2 separate regions of the Triticum aestivum genome follow, and region 2 is linked to region 1. The links are chromatin contacts, called in public HiCAR-type maps. All regions are on one chromosome and are shown on one strand. The core of a region is the stretch at or near the end of the contact, and the rest is flanking DNA. Distances in the headings are between cores, read along the strand shown. Region 1 holds the start of LOC123053738. Region 2 holds the start of LOC123053739 (transcription factor bHLH153).

The links. HiCAR-type assays count read pairs that join an accessible place to other places.
Region 2: a HiCAR-type map of leaf shows a contact between it and region 1, with 7 times the contacts expected there. The contact joins the promoter of LOC123053739 here to the promoter of LOC123053738 in region 1. A contact is called at or near these places in 5 of 5 Hi-C or Micro-C datasets (leaf, root and an unstated tissue) and 1 of 1 datasets of contacts at active chromatin or transcription factors (leaf).

Annotation. Positions count from the first base shown.
Region 1 is chr2D:447,521,075-447,525,215 of IWGSC CS RefSeq v2.1, reverse strand. It overlaps LOC123053738, which reads right to left and starts at 1,467. Exons shown (of 4, transcript XM_044477272.1): 1 at 1,120-1,467; 2 at 35-278. The coding sequence starts at 1,124.
Region 2 is chr2D:447,718,700-447,722,626 of IWGSC CS RefSeq v2.1, reverse strand. LOC123053739 (transcription factor bHLH153) reads right to left here and starts at 1,710. Exons shown (of 5, transcript XM_044477274.1): 1 at 1,431-1,710.

The DNA.
Region 1 (4,141 bases), core at 218-2,717:
GAAAGCTGTGAATGCTACTTACATCATTGACAAAATCAAGGTTTCCCTTCCCGCTTGAGGCATATACAGGACCAAGCCTCTTATGGCAAGCAGCAACAACAAGCCTTGGATATACTTTCTCTTGCAGCTTGCAAGATCTAGAAAAATGTTGCCATACAGAATGTTGAGGAAGTATTTTGCAAGTTCTCCCAAGACCTAATGGTCTGTCCAAAGTGAGCCCACCAAGAGGCTTGTACGTTGTAGCTTGGCAGTAGCTCATGTTTCCAACTTCTTGAATTCTAGAATTAACCAGAGCCAAATAGAGGTTAAAAATAGGAATGCTTACATACTGAATTAGGAGGAAGAATGTCAAATATCCACAACAGTATCAAGTATCGATTGAACTAATCTACTTCAAAACAATGAAATTTCTACCTTTTGCATAGAACGAATAGGCCAGTGCAATCCCCTACTGCTACGAACTAAACTAAGCATGTTTGTTGTCAACAACTTCCCAAACAAAAACCGAGTCCGTGTGAAGGGATTTTGGGCAGAAGAAAAAAGAATTTCCAGGTAAAGCAAAATTCCTGATGTTCAGAGAGGATTATGATGGAGATCAGGTGAAACCTATGAGCCCCACCTGAAATCAACTACTTCCTCTGTTCACAAATATAAGATGTTTTCGATATTTCAATATGAACTAACATACGGACTGAAATGAATGAACAAACACATAAAACTTGTCTATATACATCCGATTCAGAAAAAAGTTAGAACATCTTATATTTGTGAACTGAGGGAGTACTTAGGAATTCCAAGCCTGACACAAAACTACCCCAAAAGCTAAGTAAAGCAAACACAACAGCCAACCGTTATGAGATCACACTTGAACACCAATGCAGGCTGAAGTGCAGCATTCTACCCTTGTATTCCCGATACTCTTTAGTAAAATTAAAATGTACTCGTACTACCCAACAAGCAGAAAATCATGCCACGGGCAAAGCAAAACCGGTACTACGTACAGCTCATAGGTCGACAGCCAGGGGGCAGATCTAGATGGTGTGCCGGGTGCGCACCAGGACACCCCTTAATTGTGAAGGTCAGTGGGATTAATCTAATTGCTGGAGTGGAGGGTAATACCTCATACCTCAAAACCCAATGGCCAAAGACCGCGGACGGGGTGGATACAGCAGGAACGCGACGTCCCGGCGAGGAAGAACGGTGACGGCCGGTCGTGTGGGGGCGGGGGCGGGATCGAGGCGTCAGCTGTAGCCTGTGGTATAGGCTATAGGAGAGATTCAGAGGGAGGACTCAGGAGGGAGCGGAAAGAAAGGCACGGGAAGAGGAGTAGAGCTCGGCTCCGCCGCGCCGCGCCGCGGCGAGCTCTCCGGTGGGCGGAGAGCGGGGACGGCGGAAGGAGGCGGAGTGGGGAGAGGAAGGATTGGATTGCGTCGTCCTGTTTCCGCTACAGAGGGGACCTTTTCGTACAACCGTACTGTACAGTGTACACTGTAGCCCTTTTGGGCTGGTTTGTTAGTTCTGGGCCTACTTCACGCCAACAGACCAAAATATATCATGGTGCTTCTTGAAAGTCTGTTTTAAACATAAAAAAGAACGGCTCAAAAAAAACTTAAAAACGACAGATTTTTTAAAGTTTGTTTTAAACTCGGCAGATTTTTTTTTGAGAAATCTCGTCAGCCTTTTCAGCCTTTATTGATTCAAAGTAATGTCCACAATTACAACAGTTGGGTCATAAGGATTGCCCAACCACACATGTCTAACTATAACAAGATTACAAACAAATTTGACGAGATTATCGGCCTTGAAATTGAAGTTTCTGCGTTTATGAATGAAACTACAAAACTGAAAACTAGCTTTACGTTCTAATATTCATGTATAATAGTAGCATGGGACCCTATCTCCCATAAACTTAGCAGATGGCAGACACTAAATAAGGGGTACCCTTGAGGAAGCCCCTCAATGGTCTTTTTTGGTGGGCTAAGAGTGCGTCAGCCGTCGCCATATGTCGCGTGTTGGGCGCTTCCTCAAGATTTTATTTTTCTATTTATTTTTGTACGCGTTTTCGGGTTTTAGCTGGGTTTTTTGGGGGTAGGGAGGTTGGCTTTTTAGTTTTCGCCCGGTCTTCCTTAGGTTTTGGACAAAAAATAAAAAAAATGCACGGAAAAATGCGCTTTTTTTTCACGAGAGGCACAAATTTGCTTCCCATGGAGGCATAAATTTGCTTCCGCCGGAGGCAAAGTTGTGCCTCTTGAAACGACAAAAAAATATGTTTTTTTCGCTAGAGGCATAGATTTGCTTCTCGTGGAGGCACAGATTTGCTTCCACAAGAGGCACAGTTGTGCCTCTCGAGAAAGGAAAAACGCGTACTTTTTCTTCCGTGAGAGGCATATATTTGCTTCTCGTGAAGGCACAGGTTTGCTTCCGCAAGAGGCACAGATGTGCTTCATGGAAAGGAAAAAATTATTATTTTTCTTCCGCGAGAGGCACAAATTTGCTTCTACTATAATTGTGCCTCTCGAAAAGGGAAAAAGGGGAGGGATCGTACTTCCGACTCGTTTTTTGGTTTTTTCATGAAAAAAGTTCGTCGGAACCTATTAATATGGGATTTAGTTTCGAAAATCTCGGCGCGAGAATTCCAACGGTGAAAACAGTTCGTGATTTGGGCTCACTTTTTAAGAGATCAAATGTTTGGAATAAACCAATCTACGAAAAAAACGGAAATACAAACGCCCACATGTGTGGGCGTTTGCATCTCGCCCACACGCGTGGATCCATGTCCGTTTGTGGTTGCACGAATTTTGGCATGTTTGTGGTGCCATGTAGGACTGGGCTGGTGTGTGGGCATTCATCCGGTCGCCCACACGCCCGTTTTCACCACACGGAGGGACCGATGTGTGGGCATTTAGCAGTTCGTCCACACGTCAGTTTTCACTCACGCACAGGGGCTGGTGTGTGGGCATTTATCAGTTTGCCCACACGCCCGTCTCCTCTCCCACACCCAAAGCTGTCAGTTGCCATGTGTTTTGCAGGGCACATGGCAACTGCCCTAGTGTGCTTGTAAGCAGATGGCAACTCTCTCTTTTACCCGAACATGTCAGGTGCCATGTGTTTTGCAGGGTACATGGCAACTGCCCTAGTGTGCTTGTAAGCAGATGTCAACTCTTTCTTTACCCGAACATATTATTTTGCCATGTCTCTTTGTAGCGCTACACGGCAACTGCCTAGTGTTAGTAGGTGGCAACTCCTAAAGTTTTCAAAACATGGCAACCGTAGTAAACCAGACCATACATGTCAACTGCCTAGTGTTAGTAGGTGGCAACCCCTAAAGTTTTCAAATCATGGCGACTATAGTAAACCAGATCATACATGGCAACAGCTGTAGTTGTCCAAAAATAACATCTGGCACTTGACCTGAGATGGCAACTGCAGTTGAGCAATCATGGCAACTGTAGTTGTCCGACATGGCAACTGTAGTTCAGCGACATGGCAACTGCAGTTAAACGACATGGAAGAGGGTCCGGACCATGGCAAATGCGGGGCGTGTGGTGACTGTCACGCGGGGCGTGCGGGGCCATGAGGTAGGAGGCCTGACGTACGGGCGTGTGGGCGTTATCTATATTGCCCACACATAGGCGTGTGAGAGGGACCGCGAGAAAAAAAAGATACGTGTGGGCATTACTTGTTTTGCCCACACGTAGGCGTGTGGGCTGATCCTCTTAGACACCACACAAAACATGTGGACAAACCCCTTAACGCCCACCGTGTGGGCGTCATCGGCGTCAAAAAAAAGAGAAAACTCCTATTTGACGCCAGATGTTAGGGGAGCTCCTAATTGGCGCTGCTTGTGCTCACACCCACCCTCATGGGTCGGCCCATGTAGAAGGCGATCGCTTGATTGCATTTGACCTGTTTTTCCCTGATCACTCCATTGCATTTGACCGTTAGCGGTTAACCAGTCTGACCGATCAATTGTTCACTTTTGAAAAAGATACAAAAAATCACCAAAAAACAAAAATGTAATGAATTCAAAATTGTTTATGGATTTTGAAAAAGTTCACAAATTTAGGAAAAAGTTCAACAATTTTGAAAAGTTCATCGAATTTGAAATAATGTTCACAAAAGTTTAATGATTTTGAGAAAA
Region 2 (3,927 bases), core at 461-2,960, 200 kb before region 1:
GTAGTAGCCTCTGGCTTGTGATGATCAACCAGCATGAGTACCACATAGGTGGGTAGCATAGCATAGGAGTACACTTCGTCATCACGTCCCGGCCAGTTAAGGGGCCCCATCCTTCGGTTGGGGAGGAAGGAAGGAAGACAACAAGGCGCCAGCTAATATATTTGGTTCAGGGTGGCCAGCATGCAGTGGCATTGCTGTACCCGCGGCTCTCTTCCATTTGTGAACCATTCCGGGGATTCCATCGGGCTACAGGCCCATTGACTAGGTACAGGAGCAATGGGCTTATTTGGACCCTATCAAAGTTAGCCCACCTGCCCTGATCATTCCATTTGGAAAGCAGTAAGGCAACTCTAGTAGTAGTATAGTGTGCTCCTACTGTTTACACTAGGGAAATTACTTTGATTTCTATCATATCAGTGGCGTTGCTAGCTTTGGTTTCACTTTTTGCTGTAAAGATGTTATGGGCTTTTGTATGGATGCATGGCTTCGTACACTTTTTCTTTGGTTTACCTGAGAGAGATGAGATGAGATGAGACGAGAGGAGAAAAAGGGGGTGGCAGGTGGGTGAAGTGTGGAAGGAAGGAAGCTGGGAAAGAAGAAAGGACAAGACGCTTTGTCCCGTCGATGATGCGATGCTGGTAACAGAAAAGATGATTGACGAATTTGTCAACTAGCAACGCATGCATGCGCTCGAGCGGTAGGGCTTTCCCTCATGTCTCCATGCCATGCTAGTACCGTAGACGTAGTACTCCACTCACTGTTACCTTTTTTATTTCTTTGGTCGAAACTATTACTGTTTGTTTGTAATGAGAGTACATTTTGTCACTGGTCTACCAGCCGTAATGAATGCTCCTGCGTACTTGCCTCGTCGCGACGCAATCACGGGCCGGGGCGTTTGTTTATGTTCGTATGCATACATACATATCCGGCGCCTAATCAACCACCCCGGCGCTTAATTAAGCGCGGGTCTGGTCGGGGTCGGGTCACGTCTAATTAATCCGGTCGCCGACGTAGCTAGATGTCCACCCGGGACCCAGCTGTAGAGAGAGCCTCGCCCGCTCCCGCTGCGCCTGCTGACACGTACGTACGTGTACGCGTCTGTGGCTCGCGCCATACACACGCCACCGCCTGCTCCTCCGTCTCCTCCCTCCCTCTCTCTCTCAAAGAACGGACGGTAAGAAGACCGCCATGGCTGGTGTGGCAGCTACGCTTTAAAGTCTCAAGCCGGCGCCATGGTCAAGTCAAGCAAGCAAGAAAAAGTGGCCTCCGTGTGGTTAGCTGCATCAGCTAGCTAGCGATCGATAGTTAACAGACACTGATACTGGAGAGAAGTAATTAACAGACCGAGAAGAACCTAGCAAGCTAGCTAACTAATCACTGCATCATGCTTCGCGAGGTTCTTTGGATTAAAAGAGAGGCCGGGGTCTTACCTGCAGAGGATCAACGCCGCCGAGAGGGGGCAGAAGCTCTATCTCCACTACTCCGGCTTCGAGACTCGACTCCACCGGCAGTGGCGCGCCGCGACGGCAGCTTGCTCCGGCGCCTCCTCACCGTTCGTGTTTGGAGCCGGAGAGGCCTGCTGGAGAAGAGGAGCGAGGCTGCAAGAGTAGCTAGAGAGAAGGGAAAGGAACAAGGCTTATGGGGGGTTTAAGGAAGGAGTGGGGAGAGAGGGGCCGGCCTGGGACATTTGGGAATCAGGGAGGCCCTGAGCATTTATATACACAGAAGAAGAGAGACGCGGGCAGGGAGCGGGTGGTGGCCAGCGGCAGCGGCCGCGTACGCTGCAGATGGATAGATAGATAGATTTCTCTTTTCTTTTTTCTTTTGAGAGTAGATAGATATCTCTTTTTCTAAGACAAGGAAGGAAACTGATGCTTTATCAGAACAGCGGCGCGCTATCTGTCCGACCGAGCGTGACGACGGACGGGCGTTGTGGAAATGAAATGGATTCTCCCACGAAATCCTCCGGCGCACGTCCCAGACCGCACCAAGCAAAGCGAAAAGGCCGCAGAAAAGGTGACGTGGAACTGCTGGGTCGCCCGAGGATGGCGTGTCTGCGTGCGTGTAGCGGTTTGTCCGTTCGCCTCACTTTCCATGACAGCTAATATCCAGAGGAGAGAGGGAGAGGGAGAGGATATGGGGCCAAAGGCGTGACCGGGGGAGAGGGGCGCAGCAGGAGAGGACAGGGCTCAGGGGGTGACGCCATATGCCCAGCCCACGGAGAGGGACGGGGACAAACGGGCCCGTCTGCTCGCTCTCTCGCTCGCTTTGCGGTGCGGTGCCGTGCCGCGCCGCGCAGGCCGCAGCGGGAGGACGTGCGGCGTGGCGCGGGCGTGGGGGCGCCGTGCGGGTGACATTTGTGCGGGGCTGCATGCGCCGAAAGGGACGGCGATCGCCAGCCACCAGGTGTGTTTTTCTTTCTGCATGCACCGCGGGCGGGATCGTCGACCGGCGACTTGTCCACGTCTGGTGTATGGTAGAATACCGCCGGGCTGGGGTATGCGACGCAGTACAGCGATGTGTATACAGCCTGGTGGTGTCTTCCGTCGACAAGAAAAATACGTATGTATGGCATAGGTGTGTAGACGTGCGGTGGCTAGCAGGCGTTGCGTGCCGCTCTTGGCAAAAGCTACGGCGCCTACGCGTATTGCCGCATTTAGCAATTTGGAATGGTTCCGGAAAGTAAAGAGGGTCACGTGTATTCTTACTTTTTCTCTTCTATCTTCGAATATTTGCCTGGTTTCCCTGGTTTATTTCAACTTTTATACTCACTCCCCTAGAAAGAAGGCATGTCAATTTTGTCTTGAGTCAAACGACCCAAAGTCGTTTCTAAGAAAGACTATCAAGAACTACGATATCAAATTAATATTGTTGGGCAGTGAACAGAATATATTTCCGTAATATCTTAGTTATATGTAGTTTTCGTAATTGTTGATGATTTTTCCTATAAACTTGATCATACTGTGCAGTGTTTGACTTCAAACAAAAGTTTATGTTCCTGAGAGGGAAAGAGTATATTGTCAAACCCTAGATTTTTCCCAAATCTGGTATGTTAAAAATTTCATAGGGAATTAAAAAAATTCTAGTAAAGACCCAAGAATGCCTAGGATTGCTTGTGATTGACCTTGATTTGCATGACTGTTGTTTGATTGTCTACTTAAGAAGGGTTAAAAGCCTAATGCAACTAGTAGAAATCTAGCCAGCCTTTGGTTGAAACCAAATCATTTTGAAATATTATTTAGGCATAAGGCTATCCTTAGTAAGTCCCAAGTAATATTCAAGCCAAAATGTTTTTCCTAACAACTGAATTAAATTTATCTTGAAATCAATTCAAAGGCCAAGGGAAATTATTTAAGAATGGGTTTGCAATTATTTGGCAGGAAAGTGAATTTCATAAGTCCAACTAATGAGTTTAACCTTTTGCCAATTTTTCAAATTGGATGCGAAACACATTTGGTTTTGAAACCAAATTCAAATTCAAAAGGGAAATAAAGGTGCATAAAGTATTTGTCCAAAATGCCCAAACAAAAGGTCCAGCAGCTTAGGATTTTTTAGATATATTTTAGAGCACTTTGCTTTTGGAATAAAATTCAAATTCTGATCAGATTTGAATTTAGAAAGAAACAAAAAAGAGAGAAAAAGAAAACAGAAAATAGAAAAACAAAAGAAAAGAAAAAGAAAAGGGCCTAGCCAGCCAAGCCGGCCCTGCAATGAGCCAGCCTAGCCAGCCAGCCCCCGCCCTCTCTCCCCCTCTCGCTGACGTGCGGGGCTCGCACGTTAGGGTCATCCCTCATCTCTGGCAACCGCTCGCGCCCACGATCCCGCCCACGACCGAGTGCACACGTGTGCACGATCCCCACTCCGCACGCCGTTGAGGATCTTCCCCCCAGAGGAGACCCGACATAGTGTAACCCGGTTCTTGAGCTT